Regions from separate parts of the Zea mays genome. Here all the other regions are linked to region 1. Evidence: chromatin contacts called from public Hi-C data. All regions are on one chromosome and are shown on one strand. The core of a region is the stretch at or near the end of the contact, and the rest is flanking DNA. Distances in the headings are between cores, read along the strand shown.

The links. Hi-C and Micro-C count contacts between places; a contact is called where the count stands out from the background.
Region 2: a Hi-C map of leaf shows a contact between it and region 1, with 7 times the contacts expected there. The contact joins the promoter of LOC542628 here to the promoter of LOC100502430 in region 1. A contact is called at or near these places in 2 of 25 Hi-C or Micro-C datasets (ear and leaf).
Region 3: a contact with region 1 is called in a Hi-C map of ear, with 2.9 times the contacts expected there. The contact joins the promoter of LOC100285733 here to the promoter of LOC100502430 in region 1. A contact is called at or near these places in 2 of 25 Hi-C or Micro-C datasets (ear and endosperm).

The regions. Positions count from the first base shown.
Region 1 is chr1:96,165,659-96,170,079 of Zm-B73-REFERENCE-NAM-5.0, reverse strand. LOC100502430 reads right to left here and starts at 1,490. Exons shown (of 2, transcript NM_001357792.1): 1 at 994-1,490; 2 at 1-15. The coding sequence starts at 1,355.
Region 2 is chr1:96,434,231-96,438,466 of Zm-B73-REFERENCE-NAM-5.0, reverse strand. It overlaps LOC542628, which reads right to left and starts at 2,112. Exons shown (of 5, transcript NM_001112154.2): 1 at 1,680-2,112. The coding sequence starts at 1,830.
Region 3 is chr1:95,824,159-95,828,458 of Zm-B73-REFERENCE-NAM-5.0, reverse strand. LOC100285733 reads right to left here and starts at 2,799. Exons shown (of 2, transcript NM_001158624.2): 1 at 2,243-2,799; 2 at 352-802. The coding sequence starts at 2,770. The coding sequence ends at 551. It overlaps TRNAS-GCU (transfer RNA serine (anticodon GCU)), which reads left to right and starts at 1,935; the gene lies at 1,935-2,016.

The sequences.
Region 1 (4,421 bases), core at 241-2,740:
GCGTTGTTGTAGCATCTGCAGCGCCCACACCACAGCAGGTGAATGAAGCTATAGTACAAAACAAAACAGCAGACCACACACCCTGACATAGGAAGGAGAGTATGAATTCTTTTTTAACAACCAAAAAAAATGGATGGTTCACGCATTCGTCCAGCTGTACGTAGCTTGTTTTTCGAAGGCGATGAAGACAGACAGGGGGTTGGGTAGGACAAGGTGAATGTGCTTTGGTAAGAGTGGTGGTGGATCGGCAGCAGCCAGCAGGCAGGCTGTGTGTGACTGTGTGAGTGTGCTGTGGGCGCGTCATCAGCCTCGGGTTCCACAACTGTCCTTGTGACCAACCCAGTGGCTTGTCTTTGATGCAATGCCAGTTGGAAACTGTGACAGGGAAAAGGTTACCGAGACCGATCTGGGGCCCATGTGTGTATTCCAATTCCAAATCCCATGTGTGACAGTCATGCATGGGAGTGTGCTGCCGATGATCACGCCAAAAGCAAACGAAAACTCCAGTTACCGAATCATGTATTTTCGAAGCCCATCTCATCTATACGACTACCATGACGCTGAACTTCTAGTGTCGATTTTTAACGTCAGCCTGTACTGAACAGTTCTTGGGATCACCACATGTATTACGCACCTCCAGTACTAAATCACGTTTTAATATACTCCTTCCGTTTCTTTTTATTTGTCGCTGTATCCAGCGACAAATAAAAAGAAACGGAGTAGTTACTAGTATTACATGTGAAAAAAAATGTTTTCAGAACAATTTGTTTTTTGAATTCGGAAGCCAGCACTTGCGCGGAATTCAACTTGATGAACCGTAGTTGTGCTGAGATACTGTATGTTTTTATTTTCCATTTCCGTATTTTAGAGTGAAAAGGTGAGCGGAATTCGACTTGAAAATCTACTGTGTTTTTTTTTTGCCTGTAAAATTTTCCATTTATTAAAAGGTGAATGATGGAAGCAGGGAGGGCAGAGCAGCTATATAGCACGCACATGTCGTCGACGAACTTGACGGCGGTGAGGACGGAGGTGATGAGGAGGCGGTGGACGTTGAAGGAGTCGACGGCGAGCGCGGGGCGGCGGCGCAGGAAGCGGTCGAGGTAGATGTAGGCGACGACGTAGCAGGACGGGCTGCAGCCGGCGAAGCGGAAGATGCGCTCCAGGTAGCCGCCGATGGAGATGGCCGGCTTGGTGAGCCCCTGGAACGCCGACAGTACCGGGGGGCCAGCAGCAGCAGCCGGCGGCGGCGCCGCCGCCGCGGCGTCGTTGCGTTCCGCCACGCGCTGCAGCAGCGCCGACAGGATGGAGACCACCCGCGGCACGGCCGCCGCCTCTGCCCCCTCCCCCGTCGTCATGGATGATGGATGGATGGGTGGGTCGATCGGGGTCCGGGGAATGGGCCGAGCGAGTGGCCTGAGTGGAGAGAATTCTTATTGGTCGCTTCAGTTCTCCTTCTTCTTCTTTTATGTTGGTGGTGCTGCCTGCCTTGGGAACTACTTGGGGCTTCGGAGGAAGGAGGAGAGGTGATGGTGGTGGTTATAAAGGGTGGGAGAGGGAAAACGCTAGGAAAGGCCGTCGTAAAAAAGAAAGATTTGAGCTTTGCAAGTTGGCATGATTAGCCTGCCAACCAAGCCATCTCCCCTCCCTCGGTCCCTCCATGTCATGGTCTCATGGATGGAGAGTCACTTTCTTTTCTTTTTATTTTTTTACGTACTGCAGATGGAGCATTTGTCGGCTGCCAGCAGAGAGCGGAGGTACTACTCCACGCTAGTAGTACTAGGTAGTAACGGTGGGTGCAGTAATAAAAAGCCTGGCAGAGCAGGCCCTCTGGTCGATCCGGACGTCAGGTATCCATCCATGGTAGCAAGCTTGGATCGCGTGTCAGGTTTGCCTGCAGGGACGATGGAGTGACGGACAGGTATCGTGGCCTCCACGACGGCCCGGCGCATCCGAAGCTAGCTCTGAAAAACAAATCATCACCCGGCGGCGCATGTCGCTGTTGCAGGAGAGAAGAGAACGGAGACGAACGCATCTGTTATCTGTTACTGTTAGTCTGATCGATGTCTGTTCCCATGTCGTTTCCGCAGCTGTTAGTCTGTTACTGTTAGGTAGGCAGTGACCTCGACGATGCATGCCGCGCGCTCCGGTTCAGCGAGAATTAGGTGCTCCGCAGTAGTTTCGGCGGCCAGCTAGCTAGGTGCGGTGTTTCTGCCAAACATTTTTCCGTGCGCGGCACACCGCCGGGTTCAGTGTTCCGGCCACTCCTAGTACTTCTGTCCCTGATACAAGTGCTTCAGTTCAGAGACGGTGAAAACGTTTTCCTGACGGATTTCGTGCGGAACAGCAGGTCCCAATGCAAGTTGGTCTGTCAGTTACTAGTCAACCCGAGACAGTGTCGGTGTCAGCTTCAGCAGTGACAAAAGACAGTGGATTAAATTTTTTGATAAAATGGCAGCGGGTGAAGAGAGGAGAGAGTGGCAGATACTAACAGCGATAGTATGGCTGTTCGTCAGGGAGAGAGAAAAAAAGAAAGAAAGAATATGATGACATGCCAGTGTGGAGCAGACATCTGGTTGGGTTGGGACGGTCACCACTGGCACTCACGCCGGCGGGACGACACGACAGGCTTGCCCTGGCCGTCATGCCATGCCGCGCAACAGTACGGCGCGTGCATGCAGCAGTAACATGCACGCTGCTCAGCACGTCGCCGGGCTATAGCGTCCACGATCCACGCACGCATGTGGCAGCTGCCTGCCTGCACCATCGCAAGGAACGGACGGACAGAGAGAGAGAGAGAGAGAGTGGATGGATGGAGATGGAACCTAGCTAGCTAAAACACTTGTTAAAGATTACTGAGGAAGAAGAGAAGGAGGAGGAGGAATCTGGCCACAAGAGAGAGCACATGATAGTAGACAGACACCTTGGCACGTTGCTGCTATGCAAATGCAATGCAAGCGCGCTGTGTGTTGGGCTCATGTGTCAGCTCCTCTTCGCTGCCATTGTCTGCTTGCTTGCTTGCTTGCCCCCCCGGGGCCTTTCCGGATTTAATAGCCGATTTTATCGGATCCGTGGTCCACTACTACCACCAGTCCACCACCCCCCCGCGCGCTGCCTGATCCATGTGCCCAGGGACTAGTTTATTTATCGATTCCGTCCCGCCACTAATCAAAGGCCTCCGCTAGCGCTAGTTCCCTTCTCTCACATATACTGTTGCAATTGCGCAAAAGCCGGCAGATGCGCGCTGCATCATATCCTTGCCTGTGCTCAGTGCCTCAGACGCTAGCTAATCATCGATCACATGCAACAAAAGACGTCAGTTGTTTAATTAACTGTGTGCCGTGCTGTTTTTATAAAGATTGCAAAAAGAGCGAGAGAGAGAGAGAGAGAGGAAGTGGAGCAGTGTGTGCATCGCATCGCATGCCACCACGCGAGATCGCGTCTATCTACATGATGTGCCTGACTGCAGCTAGCTAGCGATTATTCAGTTTGCAGCAACACATCACCCTGCTATATCTATCATGAGATGAGCAGAGCAGGAGCTGAAAGGCTGAGGGACAGGCGGACGGACAGCATCTGGTGTCTCGCGTGCGAAAGCCACGCTTATAGTTCTGCTCTGCTCGGTTGATTGGTCGCTTGCCTGTTTTAGCTGGCCGACGGCGATCAGGGCCCAAACTTTACCGCGCGAGAATGCCAATGCCAGCGTGCGTACATGTGGCCGGCGCGACGGGCCGACGGCGAACATGCGGTGGCAATCGGCACGCACAGGTCCTATCTGTCAGACTGTCACCGCAATGGCGTCCTGAGTGAAGCAGCCCACCAGGCAGCAGCCAGCAGGCCGCTTCGTTCGTCGGCTGCTTGGCGCTAGTTGCCAGTGTCCAGCAAGCGACCAACTACGAATACGATTGGCGGTGACAGAGTCCCGCCCAGCGGTTGGGTTGGCGACTGGCGTTGGCGATTATAATATTCCGGCCTCTGCAACCACCAGCGATCCAACCAAAAAAAAAACAACCTAGCCCAACCCAACTATTCTATTCTAGGCCCAATGGGCAGACTGTGTTATGCAAGCTTGGAGCCCAGAATTTTTCCCATCCCGATCCAATAAAACAGATGCCGGGGACATGGTACGAAATGCTAGAATAATCCGTTTTTTCCCTGGCCGATCTTAAGTAACTTTTTTCTTTTTACATGTACAAATAATTAAAATTATAATTGTATATTCTAACTTAAAAAATTATTTGGTTATGTTGAGCACCATATATACCACATCGAGAGGCCAAACGGCAATCCGAGGCACGTATGGTATGCGAGTGGATCATAACAGGCGGTTTAGCCCCTTTTTCGTGCGTCCATCTAAACTCGCGGATTACATTGAGGGACGCCTAACGGATCCAGACCTTTCCTATATATATGAAGAGGTAGGA
Region 2 (4,236 bases), core at 863-3,362, 270 kb before region 1:
GCCTCAGGATCCCACCACGCACCAGTGCCTCTGGATGTATTCATTGGACATGTCCAAACCATCTCAACCAAAGTTTGACAAGCTTTGCTTTAATTGGTGTTACCCCTAACCTATCACGTATATCATCGTTTTGTACTCGATCCCTTCTTGTATGGCCACAAATCGAACACAACATACGCATTTCCGCAACACTTATCTTTTTTGTAGGCCAGCATTCTGCATCGTACAACATAGTAGATGTAATTGATGTTGTATAAAACTTGTCTTTTAACTTCTATGGTACCTTCTTATCACATAGAATGCCATATGCTAGACACCACCTCATCCACCCTACTTTGATTCTATGGCTAACATCTTCAGCAATATCATCGTTTCTCTATAGCATTGATCCTAAATACTGAAAGGTATCCTTCCTAGACACTACTTGAGCTTCCAGACTAAAATCTCTTTCATGTGTAGTAGTGCCGAAGTCACATCTCATATATTAGGTTTTAGTTCTACTGAGCCTAAAACCTTTGGACTCTAGAGTCTCCCCTCACAACTCCAATTTCCTATTTACTCTTGACTGGCTTTTATCAACTATCATTACATTGTCCACAAAAAACATACACCAACTGAAACGTACTCCATGCATTCTAAATTGTATGGTTTTCCTAGATACATCATACATAGCTTTGACTATGTACACATAATGTATATCTAGGTGTGCAGTATCTAGATATGTACATAGAAAAGCCAGAACAACTTGTAGTTTGGAAGGGAGAGTGGTACCAAGAAGAAGAAATGATCACATTCTTCAGCAAATAAGATACTATACTATATTACTATCACTCCCTCCGGTCAGAAGTTGACACTTCAGACATCATGGTAGAACTAATTGCAAGTCAGTTTGGTTGTCCAAAAGACCAAAACGTCTACCAATCCAGCCAGAGATAGTATCATAGCTGTTAAAATCACAATCCTTTGGTGTGATTTTACAACTGATGTTAGTTTATTAGGTTGATTCTACGATTCCATTAAGTATAATGTACGATTTTACGACTCTAGCACTTATGATCCTAAGATTTGTGATCCTACTATTGGAGTTACAATCCCATTCTGAATCAAGATATTAGCAACCTCGGATAGTATTCAAGAACAAAAACACAAAGCATTCATGTTCTGATTTTGTGTGATAAATACTTTGTAACCTTTGATCCATCTCATACTTATAAAGCAATCCAAGTCATTTCCAACTAGGCAACTACCTATGTTACAATACAATTTCATCTGTTTCCTCATTATTGGTTTTCAAAGATACCCCAGCTTCTGAACCCAATTCGAGCAAACAGCTCACAAACTGTTCAGTTTTTGGCTCTTTGCTCATTTTTACCAGTTTCTTGGTATATATATTGCTTATATCAACACTTGTTGCAAAAGAACCAGCATAAACAGAAAGCACACGCCATCTTCCGCTTCAGGCAAGTAAAGAGTTTCTCATTTGAAGGGGCCATAAAAATGGAAGCCGCGAAATCTAGTCACAGAACACAAAATTTCAACATAATATTATGCACGAAAAAAGACAGAAAAGTCGCATCTTTCAAACCAAGCATACATTGCGGCAGTTCATCATACACAGTGAGGAAGGTAATAAAAATATGTAAAGAACAACTAAAGTTTGCGAGAGGTCCAGCTCTTACCACCATCAGACACCTCCGCCTTGCCAAGCGATGACGGCAGCTTCCCGGCAGCGAGGCGCTCCCTCTCCTTGGACACGACGCCCCTGGAAGTAGACGGCGACGACCTCTCCAGGTGCTTCTCGAGCGCGTCCTTGATGCGCTTCCGGTCCATCCCTGCGCCGCCGCAGCAGCACCAAACAACCCCGATCCACGTAAGTTGCCGCTGGTTTCTCTCCCCCGATCCTTGCGCGACAGGTTAAGTTATCCGCTGCCGAGAGCCTCGCAGAACGGCGCTTGTTGGCTAGGGTTTGCGCTGGCTGCGCAGGCGGGGGAAACGAGATGGAGAGAGAAAGCGAGAGGACGAGAGGGATTGGAGAGGCGACGAGGCGCAGGGGGAGAGAGAGCGCCCGTGGGCTTGCCGCTTGCGTGAGGTGGGCGGCTGGAATTCGGACAGGTGCCGGGGGTTTGCCGCAAAAAACGGCACCCCAGCTCCTTAGATATTTTACTCTGAGTGCGCGTACGTGTCGGTCGATAAACTCTAAAATAAAATCCTAATATTATAATGCCAGTGAGATGGGACTGTATACAATGGTATTTCATAGTATTGATCGGAAAGAACGAGGTCGTATTCGCAATACATTTAAGCAAAGTAAACCAGTCATATAGACCATTCTTAAAAAATATTAATAATAAATAAATTTAATATCAAAGTGAGCATATTCTCTATAGACCAGATATTAAATTGATAAAAATAAATATTACACTTTATTTTAGTCAAAAGACCGATAAAGATATAAGTTAAAAAATATCTCAATCCCTGTTTTTATAGAGCTCTCTATAGCTCGTCCTCTTTCAGCTAACGCGGTGTTACAATATGTTACAGCTTACTGTCATATTGGGCTTGGTAGCTCCTCATGGTCTATATACGATGTTAACCACTTATAACTCAAGACATTGACTCCATATAAACACACGGTACAAACTGCCGGTTTTAAAGACCATAACATCTTTCTCTGAATATATGCCCTTTTATTTTCTCTTAGACACACGTATTAAACACACAATTCATGGACATATAGAATCATAAAGATGTCTCTGGCTATTGCACAATAATCTGATAGAGAAGAAAATATGCCTCAACAATTATCAAACAGAGACCATGCAGGATTTCATGATGCAACATGCATGAGCCATACATGAGTTGAGCGGTGTCTAATATCGTCTTGCGTCATGCACGATGAGGTAATGAATCAAATGCATCGAATAACAGCCATCCACTATGTATCTGTCGTCCATGTTTTGCATCGAAATGCCACCAACCATCTCTATCTCGTTCTCAACTAGCCTAGCTCTAGCGAAACATTACACACTCAGCTTCGAATGGAGCTACAATAAAATACTCGCCAAGGACCCATCACAAGCGCATGATGGCCTGTAGCTCCTCACTCCTGAGGAAGCACTTCTCCTAGCCCCTAGCAATAACTTGTGATGCTTTGTCTCTCTTCTCCGCCACAGCGCTCGTGCTCATCGTCAACGGCAGCACTACATGCCACGCCGTGCTGCATCTTGCTCAACCCCCCCGTCACTCCTGTCGTCGTCCCAGGCATTACTGTCATGCCAAAGCCGCCGATCGTGCCCGTGGCCACCCTTCCACTGATGCTCGCCATACCGACGGTTCCCGCGGTGGGCGCCGTGCCACAGATCCATGTGGTGCCGAACACCCCCGCGCTGCCCCCTGTGCCGGCTGTAGTAGCCACCGTTGTGCTAAAAGTGACGCTGCCGCCAATGCCCGTCGTCGTGTCGAAGGTTGGCACCTTGCCTTCTGTCGGCGTTTTGATCCCGGGGGGTCCCTGGACCGACGAGTAAATTGTCGCTGCGTGTCCTAGCCCAGATGGGTCGGCGCGAGACGGAACACAAGGGGAAATGATGAGGGGAACCGCGGCCTCGTGTTGTCCTGTGCCCAGGACGGATGCGCTTGCAGTAGGGGGTTACAAGCGTTCACGAGGGAGAGAGAGAGAGAGCTGATGCGTCAACCCGTTCTCCTGCGCGGCCACCTTCTCGTACGAGGGCCCTGGACCTTCCTTTTATAGACGCAAGGAGAGGGTCTAGGTGTACAACGGGGGGTGTAGCAGTGTGCTAATGTGTCTAGTAGAGGGGAGCCAGAGCCCTATGTACATACCGACATGGCTGTTAGAGAGGTGTTGGAGCCCTATTCGTGTGGTGTCGTGGCCGTCGGAGGAGCGCTTGAGCCCTGTAGAAGCACAGTTGTTGGGGCTGACGGGACCTTGATGACGTCCCCTTGCTTCCGTAGGGGGCTGAGAACCGCCGTCGTCATGGAGCATGCGGGGTGCCATCATTACTTGTTTTACCGGGGCGAGCTAGATGGGACGTTGGTCTTGTTCCCCGTAGCCTGAGCTAGCTAGGGGTAGGGTAATGATGTACCCCTCTGCGACGTGGTCAGTCCGAGCCCAAGGTCGGGCGAGGCAGTGACTCCTCCGAGGTTGAGGCTGAGTCCGAGCCCGGGGGTTAGGCGAAGCGGAGACCGTCGTCTGAGGTCGAGGCTGAGTCCGAGCCTGGG
Region 3 (4,300 bases), core at 1,550-4,049, 340 kb after region 1:
AGTCATAATTGTATGCTGACTGTTAATATACGTGCCCTGCTTTTGAGCGTGTATTGACACTCTAATGCAAATATGCAATATATGTAGGGCTAGTTTAGGAATTCTATTTTTCCAAGGGATTTTCATTTTTCAAAAAAAAAGTTTATTTTCCATTGAAAAATAGAAATCCTTTGGCAAAATAGAGTTCCTAAACTAAGTACTTAGACGGAGAATTTCCCTTCCTCTGTAAAAAAAAGGGTTTGTAGAATATACTATTTTAAAAAAAATATGCCACCATCATCACTGGCAATCCCTGCATCCCATTGTTTCTGCTCTGTAAAATTCGTACGAATTCTACAACAATCTGTTTACGCTTAAATCTCACTCGCACTTGCATGTAATACAATATGGTTTTGTACACGATGATTGGAGTACCATGGTAGTATATAGCTAAACTCTTACAGCCGTTCAATAGTGGCAAAACAAACCTAGGAAAGCAGTATAAAATCTGGCTTTGATGCATCCCTTATTCAGTTACGATTCACACCATGCACGTAGAGGTCCATTTGGCTCATCCGTAGCATCGGATGGGGTCATTGCAGCCCTTGGCTGCAGATTGCCCGAAGCCGAAGCGGCCGCCCTTCTCCAGGTACTGCTGATGGTACTCTTCTGCTCTATAGAACCTCTTCGCTGGAACGATCTCGGTGACGATCTTCCGGTTCAGAAGCTTCTGCTGCTTCTCCAGGGACTCTCTTGCCGCCTTCTCCTGCTCTGGGTTATAGTAGTATATCCCTGACCTATACTGTGTTCCAACATCATTGCCCTACATGCAAGTATGTAGTCAGAAACTTATTCCTGTCAGACATGCTCGAAAGAATTGATTGGCTTAAGCTGATTATCCAGAGACAAATTCAAATGCTAGATCCAAACGCTCAGACATTCAGATTAACACTTAAGAAAAGGTTATCTAGCACAGAAATTGGATGCAGGGGCGGATCTAGAAAAAAAATGCTATTATATCACTGCTAATATAATATGTACGTCATTACTTATTTATAAATGTCATTTTTTTGTTTTTTCTAGATGTTCGTTTAATGCTTTAAGAGATCATTGATGTCACTTGACATCAATACCTATATATTGCATCCACTCCTGGTTGAATGCAGTATTACTGTTAGAAACACATTGATTCAGTATATAGGTTGCTGACACCCTAGAAAGATAGATAAGAAATAGAAACTGCAGCCAATCTCAAGGTCAATCATGCACCACACGCGAAAGGGTCTCTGGCTTAGTTGGTTATGTAGTTTGAGTAACACTCAGGTCCTAAATCCGACTCTCCGTGGGAGCGAATTTTAGGCTACGGTCGAGAAAAATCCCCTCGCCTTAATTGTAATGATTTCAGGCTAAGGATGAAAAAATCCCCTCGTCTTAATTGTAATGCCATGGGGGCGGTCTTAACCCCCCGCAGATCGAGTTTTTTAATCACGCACCACACTACTATTAGCTTAACACAAGGGCTAGAAGTGAAAGCTGAAGTTGAAGGCTTATAGCTCTCCTAGAACTAGTATGGAACACTATTTTCTCAAATTCTAAGTGTCGCTGCAGATTTGCATTCAACTACATATAACAGATCTGGACTCAAGAGAGCCATAGAAGGTTGTCCAATGGCAGTACCTCCTACAGGAAACAGTGCTCACAAGTCATAACCTGGATATCATATTACACATCCACAGCAATCAACAACGATGGCAATCTTAGTTCTATACTTGTAGTGCTACAAGCCTACATCAGTCCTCACTGTACGATCAGGATTAGAATTACTTGGCATTTTCCGTCAATACCCTGCATAAGAACATGAAGTACTCAACTTATGGAACAGGAACTACCTTTGTTCTTGTTCTTCATTAACAAAAAGAGAGTTCAGTGGCAAAGCAACAATATCTATCAGAAACGTCGCTTTGGCCGAGTGGTTAAGGCGTGTGCCTGCTAAGTACATGGGGTTTCCCCGCGAGAGTTCGAATCTCTCAGGCGACGCAGATGTTTTTTTTTTCGCACTCGTCAGTTCGCAACAGAGTTTATTAGATTTGTCCTGCAGTCAGTTCGCAACTGAGTCTATTTGCCCTACTGCGGGCTGCTCCCATCGAACAGCCGAACCTAACGAAAGAGCAGGCTAATTCGGAATCCCCGTAAAATTGTTCTCAAATTCGCATCAAAACCCCCAAAATTTTCTCTCAAAATCAAGCGTCGGGGTATCGCTGACCTGTCGGTTGGGAGTAGTGGGGTCGTGGCGCGCCCAGAAGGTGTCGAGGAGGTCGTCGTACTTGCAGGCGGCCGGGTCGTACTGCACGCGGACGACCTCGTTGTGGTTTGTGGTGCCGGTGCAGACGTCCTCGTAGGTCGGATCGTGGATGTTGCCCTGGCTGTAGCCGACCTCCGTGCGGGTGACTCCCGGCACGCGCTGGAACGCGAGCTCCACGCCCCAGAAGCAGCCGGCGCCGAATTGCGCGAACTCGTTCCCCGGCGCGGGCTGGTCCTCGTCGGGCCCCTGCGCCAGCGCTGCCGACGCCTCCGACGCGCGCGGGCTGCCTCCAAGCCCGCTCAGGCCCAGCTTCCCAAGCCAGCTCATCGCGGGGGGCGGTCGGGTCTTCCTGTGCGGCGCGAGGAAGTGGACCGAGGCGGCGGCGCGCTGGTGGAGGAAGGGGCCGGGGCGGTGGAGAGCGCCGATACAGGAGACGAGGAGAGGGGAGGCGGAGGGGAGGGAGGCGGGTGAGGTGAGGAGCGGAGGCATCGGGGGCGGAGCCGCGGAGGCCTTGTCTTCTCGTTTCCTTTTGTGGCGGCGTGGCCCAGATGCTTCGACTCGACGGCTCGAAGCTTGGTTGGTTGGTTGGTTGGTAGTTGGGTGTTTCCACGTCCACTCCACCCCTGCTCCTTCAGCGTTCTTGTGAATCTGCGATACAGTGAGTGATAGGAAGCCTCACCCTGAATTGCATGGTCTCCATTGCTTGTTCAGTGCAAGAGGGACCTAGCAAGAGCTGTTGGCTTTACGTGTCCGGCCTGCTCTGTATTCACTTCGTTCTAAATTAACCTTCTAATGGAAAATATCTCAAATTTCATCAAAATTATAAAATAATCATAAATATTTATAACATCGAATAGATGTACTTAAAAATATAGTCAATAAAAAAATCTAACGATACTTAGTTGATATGCTAAATGTTAATATTTTGTTATGTATTTGGTGAAACCTTAAGATAACTGACTTCTTAAAAAAGTTAAAATAACTTATAATCTGATACGGAGGGAGTACGTGATAGTTATGATTTTGATTGGTTGATATCCTAATTTTTAGTTGCATGGGCAAGCCAAGCTTTTGGTCCCTATTTGGTTTGTGTGTAAGAATTTGTCACTCTCCCACATTTATCTTTGGTTGGCAAATTTTAAAAGCCAACCAAACATGCATAAAATCTAACAGAATAATCTGCATAAATAGAACAGCTAACGTTCAGGTTCCATAAAAACGAACTGAGAATTTCCGCAAACGAAATTAGGTAACATATATAGTTCTTTAGAATTGCAGATAAGTCTTTTCCAAATATACGGTAACTGAATGAAAGGTTTTTTGGTTTTGAAAACTTTGACGTTGCTGAACTCGTCCAGACCGTACTGGTGTCTGGTGGTATTTGCCTGCGCTTCACCGGGGGAGTGCACATGTGGCTTTGTTCGGATAGTGATAAGAGAAGATTAAGCGATGTGGATTGCCAAGGCGTTGCGACCCTCCGGAACACGCTGCGAAATGGTCTCGTAGACGATACGAGTATGACGTTGACCGATGAAAAGTGGATGTTAATCATAAATTGCGTGTTATCAAACGTCGGAACATGTTGACCTCGTCAAGCCGTCATGCACACACGGATGCGCCAGATGAGATAGGGTGAAAGCTGTGCAATCGTGAAAACTTCATGAAACTACGGATTGCGGAGCTAGGTACACTAACAAAACTTAACTTCCATCCAAAAGAAAATACAGCTAAAAAGGCGGAAATCGCACGCTCGCTGTGCACGGTGCATTAGCCCCAACTCAAATCAGTATACTATACTATAGTACAACACTGACCACACAACGTATTAGTAGATCCTAAGCATAAGTGTTTACTTACATCAAGACGGGAACGCACTTAGGCTACTGTCTTGTCAGCAATTAGCTAGATGGTCACAATCATCTTACTGGTGTTAATATAGGTGTGTACGGTGGAACGACCTATGGTTGTTTTACTGTAAATGATGTATTCTGTTCTGGTGTGACGGTGGACATGCAGCAT